Linked DNA regions of Cricetulus griseus: region 2 is linked to region 1. A link is a contact called in public Hi-C data. All regions are on one chromosome and are shown on one strand. The core of a region is the stretch at or near the end of the contact, and the rest is flanking DNA. Distances in the headings are between cores, read along the strand shown. Region 1 overlaps Fam168a (protein FAM168A). Region 2 holds the start of Fam168a (protein FAM168A).

The links. A called contact is a pair of places that touch in the nucleus more often than the background predicts.
Region 2: a contact with region 1 is called in a Hi-C map of the CHO-K1 cell line, with 3 times the contacts expected there. The contact joins the promoter of Fam168a here to the enhancer-like site in region 1. A contact is called at or near these places in 4 of 8 Hi-C or Micro-C datasets (the CHL-YN cell line, the CHO-K1 cell line and fibroblasts).

Annotation. Positions count from the first base shown.
Region 1 is chr3:98,702,615-98,709,082 of CriGri-PICRH-1.0, reverse strand. It overlaps Fam168a (protein FAM168A), which reads left to right. Exons shown (of 9, transcript XM_027407803.2): 9 at 1-564. Among named protein-coding and RNA genes, the nearest start is that of Relt, 22 kb to the right of the region's middle. Within about 2 kb of position 2,627, at least 2 of the 6 cell types and tissues checked have open chromatin away from gene starts, as enhancers often do. A contact at or near this core is called in the CHO-K1 cell line and fibroblasts, where this site is marked.
Region 2 is chr3:98,827,978-98,834,054 of CriGri-PICRH-1.0, reverse strand. It overlaps Fam168a (protein FAM168A), which reads left to right and starts at 2,428. Exons shown (of 9, transcript XM_027407803.2): 1 at 2,428-2,446.

The DNA.
Region 1 (6,468 bases), core at 1,378-3,877:
AAAGGGGACTCCTGGGACAAGGAAGTCCTTCCTAGTTTCAGCCAGCCACCTTCCTGTGCCCAGCTAGCAGAGCCAATAGCCTCACTGGGTGGAAAAGGAATACCTTACTGTGTAAAATTGGATCACTGGTAACATTTGAGACTCTGAACTATTTTCATTTTAAATTCATGTGAACTTGGACATCACATTCCTCCAATTTCCTATGCTCCCCTAAAGGAATAAAGAAAAAAAAAAAAAAAGGAAGCCCTTGAGCTAGAGTGACCTCAGAAACAGCCTGACTGTTCCCAGGAGGTCAGAGTTCATCGTATCTGTGGCAGAGAGCCAGAAGTTAGGGCTCCTACCTTCCTGGCCTTCTAGGAACTTCAGGACCAGGAAGAGAGACTCGGCTGCTCTGGGGTGCTGACAAGGGTTTCTTTTAAAACACAGTTTTCCAGTGTTGGTCTGCTTTTTACAATGCCTCCTCCTACCCTCTTTGGTTTTGTAGAGGTGGATGAAGGTTGCTGTAGATTATGTCTTATATGTTTGAAAAATGCCAAAATAATAATGGCGGTAATAATTACAGGATACCTTTGCACGTGTCAGGTGCTTCATAGATGTCACCGCACTTCACGGCCTAGGATGAACTGGCCCTGAGAGCAAACCACAGGGTCAGTTATTCCACCCCCTTGACAAATGTGGAAACAGATTCTAGACGGAAATGAAAGGGCCCAAAGTGAGGAATCCTGGAGGCTTCCTAGACCCTGTGGCCTTCAGGTGACCTGACAGAGGAGAAAAAAGGAGACCTAGGAATGAATGGCCTCTTAACGTTTGTTCTTTCCACACCAGTATGTAAACACTGTTTGTACCCCTCACAGTTCATGTGGTTTATCCCTGAGATAAAGGCATGGTGTCTGCTATTTAATGATAGCAAACCCAAGGCTCAGAAAAGGACAGGGACTTTCTGGTAAGGAATCCTCTGCTGGCTCTAGTCTCTCCGAGTCTGATCCACACACCGCTTCATGTTCTGAAGCATTTATGCTCTGTACCCATCTTAGACATAGTCTTCGATTCAAGATCAGAAAGACCCCAAGGTGAAAATCAAGTATTGACATGCTGTAGTCTAGAGGAACCAAACCAATTAACCTTTTCTCAGTAGAACACAAGAGCCCCAGTTCAGCTGGCCTCACCATTTTATTTGGCAAAGATCCACAAGTCTGGCCAAGCTTGGGGAATCATAGCAAAGGGACTGAGCCCCAGAGCACAGTGTGTGTGTGTGTGCTTTAAGTTAGGTAAACACAGCTCTGGCAGTGTCATGGGTCCCTAGCAGGAGTACCCTAGGTATCATCTAAAGGTTCTGGATGGCCGAGTAGTCAAAATAGCTGAGGCCAGGAGCTAGAAGGGGCCTCTCACCGTAGGACCAGGGGTGTGCACATGACACCATGAGCTGCCACACTGGCATCACCACACACACACACACACTCCTTATTGACACCCTGCCTCTCCCCATTGCAAAGCTGAGGTAGAGGTGGCTCTGTTTACCAGCCTTCCTTTGCACCATTTAGCCATCTTCATCAACCCTGGGCCAGGAAGTTTGGGTCTGGAAACTGGACTACCACCAGTGAGTGAAAGCTTGAAAGTCTCTTGCCATGCTTTACAAACAAATACAACTGTTTTTCTTCCTATGAGATAGAATATCTTTTCCCCAAGTGCATACCCTCTTCCCTGAGTATTCATCAGGGACACACATAGTGTCTGCTATCCAGACCTCCTTTTGTATGTACTATGACACTGATTGCTAAAACCTCGACTTTAAAGATGGGGGTGGGGGTTCATGATGCTCTGAAGGGTAAGAGACTTGCCAAAGGACACATAGCTCATGAGTAAAAGAACCGAGATTTGAAGTAATCTGCTCTTCCTGCTGGGTCTCTTGAGTGTAAGTTTGTCTGGAGAAAGAAAGGGCTACTTGCTGCCTCACACAGAGGAAGAATTTATGGAGACTTGGGGGAGCTCCTGTCTATCAGCTGGGCAGATTTTTGAGAATTTCTGCTTTAGGCTGAGACATGCAATGGGTCCTGGAGACCCAGAGGTAGATCCAGCTGAGAAGTTGCCACAAAAGACCTAACTCAGAACATCAAAGGTGACACTGCCCAGTACTGAAGATAATTGAGGTCAATGCCAGGCATCTTTGAGCAAGGAGTCTTGCCTCTGGGAAGCCTGTACTGTACACAGCTGCTGTCTGACTCCTGTCTAGATCCAACAAGGCACTTCAAGGAACATGGCATAAGCCTAAACTCCTGAAAGCACGTCTAGACTGGAGTCCTCAGGTTTGCTTGTTCACCAGTGAGCACCAGGTCCCAGGCTGTGTGTATCCCAGTGCTTTCTGGCCATCTAGATGGTTCCATGTTTAAGACCTAGAGGTTTCTTTGGAAGGCTTGATGCTTTGTCTTGAATAGCCTTCAGAAATGAGTCATGGGGAGCACAAAATAGGACAAGTCTCTTGGTCACCAATTGTGATATCCTTATTACAGACATGACACATCAAACAAGGCATTGGCTGAAGCTGGCTTAGTTCCCTACATATCAGATATCTTGCCCCTGCTATGGGCTCTGTGGTCTTCACAGCATTCTGGCTGGATCAGTCATCCCATGTGTGACTCATGTTCAGCGAGCTATGCCTTTCCATCTTGTGTTAACCACGTCAGTGCCAAGTATGTAACCCCTAGTATCTTATCAAGCTTGGGAATCTAGAGAAGGGCTGTCAGGGTAGGAGTGGACAAAGAGGAGCAAATCAGTGGGAGGGAGAAACTTAGCCAGGCTCACTGGTCATACGATATCTCTGGACAGACTTCTATGAATATTCCAGACTGTCCTTCCCTACCCCTGCTCCCTTTCCGAGAAAAAACACTGGTAAAATCTGGCATTATGTAGTTCCACAACTCAGCCTTCCACATTCCCAGCAGCCCAGCTTAAACATTCCATGGCCAGACTTGCCTGAGCCAGACTTGGGTCCCACTCCCTCAGTTTCTCCTCTGGGCATTTCCTAATTCATCAACTGTTGATGCCAGTCAGAAGGCCAGCCAAGAACAGGAGTTGAAACTGGTTGCCACAGAGCCAAAGAGGGACATAGCAGCACCTGCTTCAATGTGGCAGCTATATCAGTAGTCCTTAGGTATCCTTGCTGTAGCAGTGTGACCCTTTATCCATTCCAGCCTGAGGGTCAATTTTCTTTCCCAAGGGAACAGATAAAACAGCTTTACAGATAGCAGCCCACAGGAATCAAAAGAGTGAAACCTGCTTTGGGCTTAACCCTAGCATCTTCTATCCTTGACCCCAGCTCAGCCATCCTCCTCATGCATGAAAGTCAGACTAAACAGTAGGATTGGCCCAGAGACCTCAGGTCAGCCAAATTGACTGGATCTGTCTTTTGAACCATGCTCCTTACAAGGTGAGGCAAGGCCAGGCCTCCTGTACCTTGGAGTTGTCTTTGATCTTTGAAGGCCCAGGGCCTGTCCCCTTCCTGTCTTCAAGGCATCTGCATCCCTCTTTCATATCACATGACAGAGAAGCTTGTTCTCATGGCATGTAACATCCCTGTGAAGAGAGCGTTGTGTATGATTTTGTATTTTTTAATTCATTTTAACCTACAGGTTGGAATCTAATTTTTAAATTTTATTGGAACTCACATTTTAAAAACAAATAAAAACATTGAAAAACAATAATAATTATAATAATAAACCTTTGACCAGTGTCTTCCAAGTAGTTTGATCAAATAATTTATAGGTGTTTTCAAAACACAGCCTGGAGTGTAAAGATTGGAAAGCCCTGTGGCCACACTTGTGTGTATGAAGTGTAAACTTGGCTTTGTTGTTTTGGATTCCTTTGGGTTTTGTTTTGTTTTGTTTTGAAGATCAGATAGTGATCATTCTGAAAGGCTGAAGCCAAGAGTTTGTAACTATATGATATTTACTGTAAGCTGTAGAACATTCAACAACTATTAAAAAAAGTTTCCCAAAAGAAAAAAAAACAAAAAACAAAAAACAGAAAGTGGTTCTTGGGTGAGGGAGGCACAGACCACCTTGGGCCAATGAGTCTCTGCATTTCTCCCCCAGGCAATTCTAAGCTTCTTTTTAACTAAGTACACACCTGGTACCCCAGTGCTTTGCAAACTAAGGTTGGATTGCAACATGAAGGCTGTGTCTCAAATCCTGGGGAGATGCTAAGGGTTAGAACACTGGCTGCTCTCACAGAGGAACAGGGTTTGAGTTCAAAGACCCACAGCACAGTGATTCGAAACCATCCATAACTCCTGTTCCAGAGGATCCCATGCTGCCTTCTGGGCTCTGGGGCACCAGGCACACATGGTACATTTACACGCAGGCATTCATACACATAAAAATACACACACAAGAGAAAGACTGACTCAAAAAAGAAAACAAGCAATCCTGTGCTACTTGTCTTCTCAGGACTACTGGATCAGGCAGTGTATGGATGCTGTGGAGTGTCAGGTTAAGCACCTGGACCAGATAATATGATGGAAACCCAGGGAAGCTGTTAAAGAGCTAACATGTAGGCTGGAGTATTGCTCAGTGGTAGTGTGTGTGGGAGAGACCCTGCAGCATAAAGAAGATGGAAAACAACCTAAAAAAACCCTGCCATTGTTGAGTGTCTTGTGGCTCTCACTTTTGCTTGTTGATCTTTGAGGTCATCATGTTTTGCTGCAAGAGAAGCTCTGCTGTTTGTCCCACATGGAAGGGCTGGGAGATCAGTTTTGGTAAAGTTGGAATTCATACTTGGTCTGGCTACAGAACCCAGGTACTATAGTCCATGTTCTGCCCATCTCAGGGGTGTTTTCCCTCCCTCTTTTTAAAGACTTATTTATTTATTTATTATGGTGTTTTGTCTGCATGTATGCCTGCAGGCCAGAAGAGTGTACCAGATCTCATTACAGACAATTGTGAGCCACCGTGTGGTTGCTGGGTATTGAACTCAGGACCTCTGGAAGAACAAGCAGTGTCTTAACTGCTGAGCCATCTCTCCAGCCTGGAGTTGGTTTCTTGAAGGGTGGAGTGTCAGGAAACTAAGGGGAGTTTGGTGGCTTATTGCAGGGACATTGTCGTCCACAGGGCCTTATACAAGCAGTCATTAAGGACTCTATTTTCTCCTGTCCCTTCAGGGTGATGCTGCTGCTAATGCTGCTCAGGCTTTGTCTTAAGTGTTACTTTCCTATTGTGACCAAAGCAACTTACACAAGAGTTTATTGGGGTTTAAAATTTCAGAGGTCCATAACTATCATGGGGAACTGGAGCAGTAGAGAGCTCACATCTTTATCCAAAAGTAGGAGGCGGCAGATGGGAGAGAACACATAGGAGCTACCTAGGAATGGCATGCGCATGGGCTTTTGTAAACTCAAAGCCTGCCCCAGTGACAGTTTCCTCCAACAAAGCCACACCTCCTCCTAAACCTTCTCAAACAGTTGCCCTAAACTGGGGATCAAGTATTCAAATAAAGGAGCCTTATGGGGCCATTCTCATTCAAACCACAACAAGTTTTCTTAGGCCACCCAACCACTTTTCTTTCTCAGTGCCTGGCCTTGACAGACAGTTCATGTTCCACAACTAACAGGCCAAAGACTCAATATGTTCAACTGTAGGAAAAACTGGCCAAAAGTGATCACTTCAAAAGACTGAAGCCAGGTGTCTGCGACTGTGTTTATATTGCAGAGGCAATGTTTGAATAATGTTTGAAGACTTTCCAAGGGTTGGAGGTGCAGCACCAAGACAGGGCTTACCTAGCTTGGGTAAGGCCCGGAGTTCCATCCCAACACTGCAAGGACCAGTAAAATCCTCCATGGGGTGGGGACTGGCCTACTGGACCAGTGGACATAACTTGACCCATGCTAGAGTGGAAACTGGAAATTGGTACACCTCTCACCGAGCCTCACTGTCTGCTGATAGATAGCTTTCCCAGCCTTCTATTCTGTCCATGATCCATCATGGACCTGTGAAGGGAGGAGAGGGCACTTTATCTGGGATATGGTGGAACATCTTAGGCTCATCTCTAGGTCACAGCAGCAAGGCTTTTGTTGTCTAGGAGAGGGAAGAGAGCTAGAGGTTAGACTCCAATGCCTACTCTTCCTTCAACTCCCACCTCTGCCCACTGAGAAGGCTGCAGGAGTTTGTAGGGAAGTTTCCAAGAGAAGGTGGGGCTGTGGAGACCAGTAATGTAACACATCTACCTCATCTCTCACCACTTGGTCCTGATGTTGGGAAACTGCATGGCCCAAGAAGCAAATGAGGAAACAAGTCATTCCTTCAGCAAGCAGGAGCAGGGGAGAATACTGCTTATGGTGATAGGAGCATCCCTACAGGCCTGGAAGCCTAAGCATGTTACTTCCACCCTGACTGGTATCTGAATCTGTCTCTAATCTAGGCTTCCCAGAGAATGGATGGGCCCCACCTCCTGCCTCACCCTCTGGGAAACATGCTTATC
Region 2 (6,077 bases), core at 1,179-3,678, 130 kb before region 1:
AACTCTTTTGTTTAAAGCTATAAGTACAACTAGCTGCCCTTTGGTAAAGCCTTGGAGAACATTTTCAGGATTGCTTGAGGATTGGGCATGTAGTTCAGTTGGTAGAATGTTCGCCTGGCATGCATAAAATCCTGGGTTCCATCCCCAGCACTGAATAAACTGGAAGTAGTGGTACACACCTGTAATCCCAGAACTTGGGAGATCAGATATTCAAGGTCATCCTTGGCTACATCCTTGGCTAGTGAGTTTGAGGCCATCCTGGGCTACGTGACACTTTGTCTTAAAAGAAGAAAAAGAAGCTGGATGGTGGTGGCAGCATATGCCTTTAATCCCAGCACTTGGGAAGAAGAGGCAGGTAGATCTCTGAGTTTGAGGCCAGCCTGTTCTACAGAGTGAGTGCCGGGACAGCTAGGGCTACACAGAGAAGACCTTTTGGTTTTGAAAAACAAACAAACATTCTGATCCTCCTGCCTCCACTCCTCTGTGCCCAGAGATTACAAACATTCAACCCCCATCCAGTTTTAAGCAACTCTGAGTGTCAAACTCAGTGCATTTGTGCTTGCTTCGTGTCTTAGTTAGGGTTTCTATTGCTGTGAAGAGACACCATGACCACGAAACTCCTTTTTTGTTTGTTTCTTGGAGACAGTTTCTCTGTGCAGCCCTGGCTGACCTCAAACCCACAGAGATCTGCATGCCTCTGCCTCCTGGGTGCTGGGATTAAAGGTGTGCGTATCTGCCTGCCTGACCACAGCAACTCTTTTTTTTTTTAAGAATTTATTTATTTATTTATTTGTTTATTTATTCATTTATTTATTATGTATACAACATTCTGCTTCCATGTATATCTGCACACCAGAAGAGGGCACCAGATCTCATAAGGGATGGCTGTGAGCCACCATGTGGTTGCTGGGAATTGAACCCAGGTCCTCTGAAAGAGCAGTCAGTGCTCCTAATTTCTGAGCCATCTCTCCAGCCCCACAGCAACTCTTATAAAGGAAAACATTTAATTGATTCTAGCTTACAGTTCAGAGGTTTGGTCCATTATCATGGTGAGAAACATGGCGGCATGCACGCCTGTTGCTGGAGAGGTAGCTGAGTGTTCTACATCTGGATCAGCAGGCAGGAGGAAGAGAGCCACTGGGCCTGGCTTGAGCATTTGAGACCTGGTGACACAGTTCCTCCAACAGGGCCATACCTCCTAATAGAGCCACTCCCCCGTGACCAAGCATTCAAACACATTATGGGGGGCATTCTTATTTAAACCACATTGCACCAACTGAGCTACATTCCCAGCCTAAGAATGCAATTAAAAAGCACATCAAGTTATCTGCCTTCACCCACGGACCTCCATCTGTCCCTTCTGCTCTAACAGGATAAAATAGCTTCAAGTACTGTTTGGTGGTTGAAGACCAACTCCAGCTGCTGGTGAGAGGCGCTACTGCACCCTTGTGGACATATTTGGTTACTGCATCCAACCTTGTGCCTGTCTGTCAGAGTAGGACTTTCCAATGCTTGGGCCATGTTAAAGACCCAAATAACAGCTTCATTCTGTTATTAGTTAAAGCTGCTCTTGCACAGGAGATTAAGTCACAAGCCTGGATGTTAACTATGAAGCACCTCTGTGGTTCTGACCAACAACCTGTTCCTTAAAAGAGGAGATGGGTTAAGATGGGGAGGGGATTAGGATCTTCTGAAGTTCCTAGATTGGCTTTGGCGTTCTTAGAACACTGTGTCTCGGAAGATCTTGATTCTCACATGGTTGATATCCTCAAGTCCAGCTCAAGCCCTTGGGAAGAGTTAGTATGAAAGCCAGGGAGAATGGTTCCTGGCATCCTGAGTAGCATAGATGACACCCATCATTGTAGACAGTCACAGGAAGACAGGAAAAATAAATACCATGTGGGGTAGAAAACCTTGGAGAGATGCTTTGTTGCTGTTTGTGGGTTTTGTTTCTCTTTTGTTGTGTGATAGGATCTCACTTGAGTTGCCTAAGCTGGTCTTGAACTCACTATGTAACCCAACCAAAATGGAATTTGTGATTCCCCACCTCTACCCCCTGAGTAGGGAGAGGTAACAAATGTGAGCCATAACCTCCCCCACCTCCTGCAGTCCTGAAGTTTCGCGTCCTGCGATTTATCTTTTGAAAAACTCACTGTGGGTCTGCAAGTACAGCTCAACGCTAGGACACTTTCTTAGCATGTGCAAAGCCCTGCCTTCAATTCCCAGATTACAAAATAAGGAAACAACCTAAGACAACTTGCTTTCGTGGGTGGTGGAGGAGGATACAGCTATTTCTTGGGACAGAAGATGAGATAGATTAAGTGGGATTTAGTCGGCAGATGGCGCTGGTAGGGCGGCAGACCTGGCCCAGGCTAGCTTCCGCCTGGAGGCCCTCTTCAGAGTCAAGTGCCACTGGGAGATGCTGACGCGGTGAAGGCTGGTTCAGGTCTGTTCTAGTGTTTCTGTCTTAAGATCTCATCTACCCTGAACCCTATCACAGAAGTGCAAATATAAAACAGACTGTAACAGGGAGAAATGTCCAAGCAGGGAAGTAGAGTGATGATGCACTTCCGGAAAATGTGCTACCCCACAGCACTGTGGCCAGGGTCCCAGGAGAAGATAGATGGTCAATTTCAGTAATGCTAAAATGGAAAAGAAAAGTATTTTGCTGACATGAATGCTAGAGAAAAAATTTTAAATAGGGTGGGCAGGGGGAGGGAAGGATTCTGAGACGGTCACCTTGGAACTTCGGTAAGAGGAAGCATCCTTGGGATTCAGTGCTGAAAGTATCAGTTGCTGCCTCCCCTGGTTAATTCAAAGGTGCCAAGCTGTAAGTCTGGGGACATGAATCTGTAAGGTCTTCCAGGCCTTACAGATGGGTCAGTCCTTTTGATACTGGGGAGGGGGGAGGTGCTGTGTTAGTTATGGCAGTTTGAGATGATAGCTGAGTCTTTCCAATGAAAAGTCACCTGACCCTCAGAAATATTATATCACATTTATCAGAAGAGTCCTTGAATTAACTCAGGGGCTCAACTTGTCACTCAGGGCCTTCCTATCTCTCCCCCTGAGCCATATCCACCCAGAGGTTGCAAGATAGCTGCTACAGATCTTGTCATCACAAGACATTGTGATGTTCTGAAACCTGGAAGAAAATATCTAGGAAATTTCCTTTCTTGTCTCTTTTGCCCTATTTTTGTTAGGTAGGGATGTCTTCCTTAAAATTCTGCCTCCTCCCTACCCCTGGCCCCCGGCACACTTGATCCTTTATCTTTATGGGTCAGGTTACTTTTCTGTAGCTGTGGTAAAACACTGGGACCAAGGCAACTTATAAAAGAAAGTGTTTAATTTGTTTGTTTTTGTTTTTCAAGACAGGTTTTCTCTGTGTAGCCTTGGTTATCTTAGAACTTATGCTGTAGAGCAGGCTGGCCTCAAACTCACAGAGATCCACCTGCCTCTGCATCCCCAGTGCTGGGATTAAAGGTGACTGTCACCACTGCCTGATGAAAGTGTTTAATTTGTGGCTCACAGTTTCAGAGGGTTAGCATCCATGGCAATTATGGAGGGGAGCATGGCGCAGGCAGACATGATGCCTGCTCACATCTAGATCTGCAGCCACAGAGAGTTGAACTGGGAATGCTCAGCGTTTGAAACCTCAAAGTCCATCCCTGTGATACAACTCCTCCAATGAGCTCACACTCCTAATCCTTTCCAAACAGTTGCACCAACTGGGAACCAAGCATTCAAATACAGGCACCTAGAGGGGCCATTCTCATTCAAACCTCCACAAAGGGGCATACATGAAATGAAATCCAGAGGAGGAGACCTATACCAGGTCAGGCTTGAGAGAGAGAATGCCTACTGAGAAGTGGCAGGCTGTCTGACATAATATTCTTCCTTCTTTTCCCTGATATAAAACTCATGCATGTTCATTATTGGGTATTTGGGAAATCCAGAAAAGTATAAAGAGGAAAAGAAAGAGGCTGGGAAGAAGTTCAGTTAGTAGATTGCTTGCACCATGCACCAAACCCTGGGTTCAGTCACCTACATAGAATAAAAGCAGGCTTGGTGGTACAATCTAGTGGCCACACCCTTTGGGCATGGTTTTAGGTGTGGATGTGACCCCTTTAGGAGAGGAGCAATGGTGTCAGAAGTGGGATTTTACCCTGTATAGATGTTGGTTCCATAAGTCAGATTCTTCTTTGTTAGATGATTCTTTCTGGATAGCTATCCTTTCTTCTTTAGACATCTACACAACTGATGTCTTTTGACTTCTTGAAGATGGGTATTTTCTGTTTTCCTGTAAAGACAAGAACAGAACACTCCCCCGATCTTTATGAGGTCTCCATACAACTCGTGGGATTTACTTTGGTGGATGACCTGTCATTCTCCTCGTCAAGAGGTTTCCCCTGTTCAAACAGGATCTTGAAGCCAAGTGGTGGTGGTACACGCCTTTAGTCCCAGCACTCAGGAGGCAGAGGCAGGCGGATCTCTGTGAGTTTAAGACCAGCCTGTTCTACAGGAGCTAGTTCCAGGACAGCCTCCAAAGTCACAGAGAAATCTTGTCTCAAAAAAACAAACAACAACAACAACAACAAAACAAATGGGATCTTGATCAACCTTGATGGTATCCACAGCTTTTTAAAGGGTCGGGCCACTACTACAAATTCACTGGCAAGGCGAGATGCCACTACAAAAGACAGGGTTTCTCTGTGTACCCCTGGGTATCCTGGGGTAGACAAGGTTGGCCTCCAACTCAGAAATTCTCCTGCCTCTGCCTCCTGAGCACTGGGACTAAAGGTATTAAAGGCATAGGCACCACTCGGCTGCCCCTAACTTTTCAAACTACTTTCTGCTCAGTATATAAAAGTTGGTTGTAGGCCATGGCCTCAAACCCTTCCCTCCATCTCTCTTTCCTTCCTTCCTTCCTCCCTCACTTCCTTCCTTTCTCCCCTGTGTGTGTATGCACTCGCGCACATGGGTTTACACGCACACATACACATGTCATAGCATAGGTGTGGAGGACAAATGACAATTGGTGGTAGTTGGTTTCTCCTTCTACTGTGTGGGTCCTGGAGATTGAACTCAGGTTGTCAGGCTTGATGGCAGGTACCCTTACCTGCTGAGCTATCTTGCAGGCTCTCTCTTACATATCCTTTCTTTTGTTTGTTTTCTTACTGTGAAAAATTAATAAATGATAGCACACACAGCATATGTATGCAAAGACTATAATGAACACATGTGAGCTCAATGTCCAGTCTGAAAAACAGAGCCCCATCAACATTCATCCTTCATCATGGTTGCTGCTGCTTCTTGTTTTAGTTTTTTGTTTTCCTCCAAGCTCAGTGATTCTCTCACTCCCCTGGTCTGCAGGTTGCCTGCTGTGCAGCAGACCTGGGCTGGGTCTGGTGCTCAGCTCTGCCTCCTGTGTGGGCTGGCTGAGTTAACTTCAGGCTGGGACTAGATGAAGATCTGCTCCACATGTTCTCATCCAACTTGGACCAGAGTCTCCCTAGGGCATATGATTCCATGGCAGCTCCCTAAGGTGCAAGAGCCAAGTCAAACAGCACAAGCCCATTTAAGGCCACTGCTCTTGTTAAGTCTAGGAACATTCCACAGGCCAAAATAAGTCATATAGCCCAGCCCAACTTTAATGGGCTCCACTCCCTTCTCAGTACAGTGAGTATTTGCTAAGCTATAATCAAGATGATCCCAAATAGACACACAGTGAAATTATGTATTGATGAAAAATGATTGAATAACCAAATAATAATATGATGGTGATTTGATGATTCTCTCTCTCTCCTCCTCCCTCTCCCTCCCACTCCTTCCCTCTCTTCTTCTCCCTCCAGGGTCTCATACAGCCCAGGCTAGCCTCAAACTAATATGTAGCTGAGGATGGCTTAAATCCTCCTGCTGTCACCCTAAGGTTGCTGGGCTTACAGGTTTGTACCACTATATACCATTTATGCAATATTGAACCCAGGGCTTTGTGCAAGCTACACAAGCACTCTGCTGACTGAGATACATCCCTGACCCTTCCTTCCTTTTGACACAAGGATGTAACCCAGGCTGGCCTC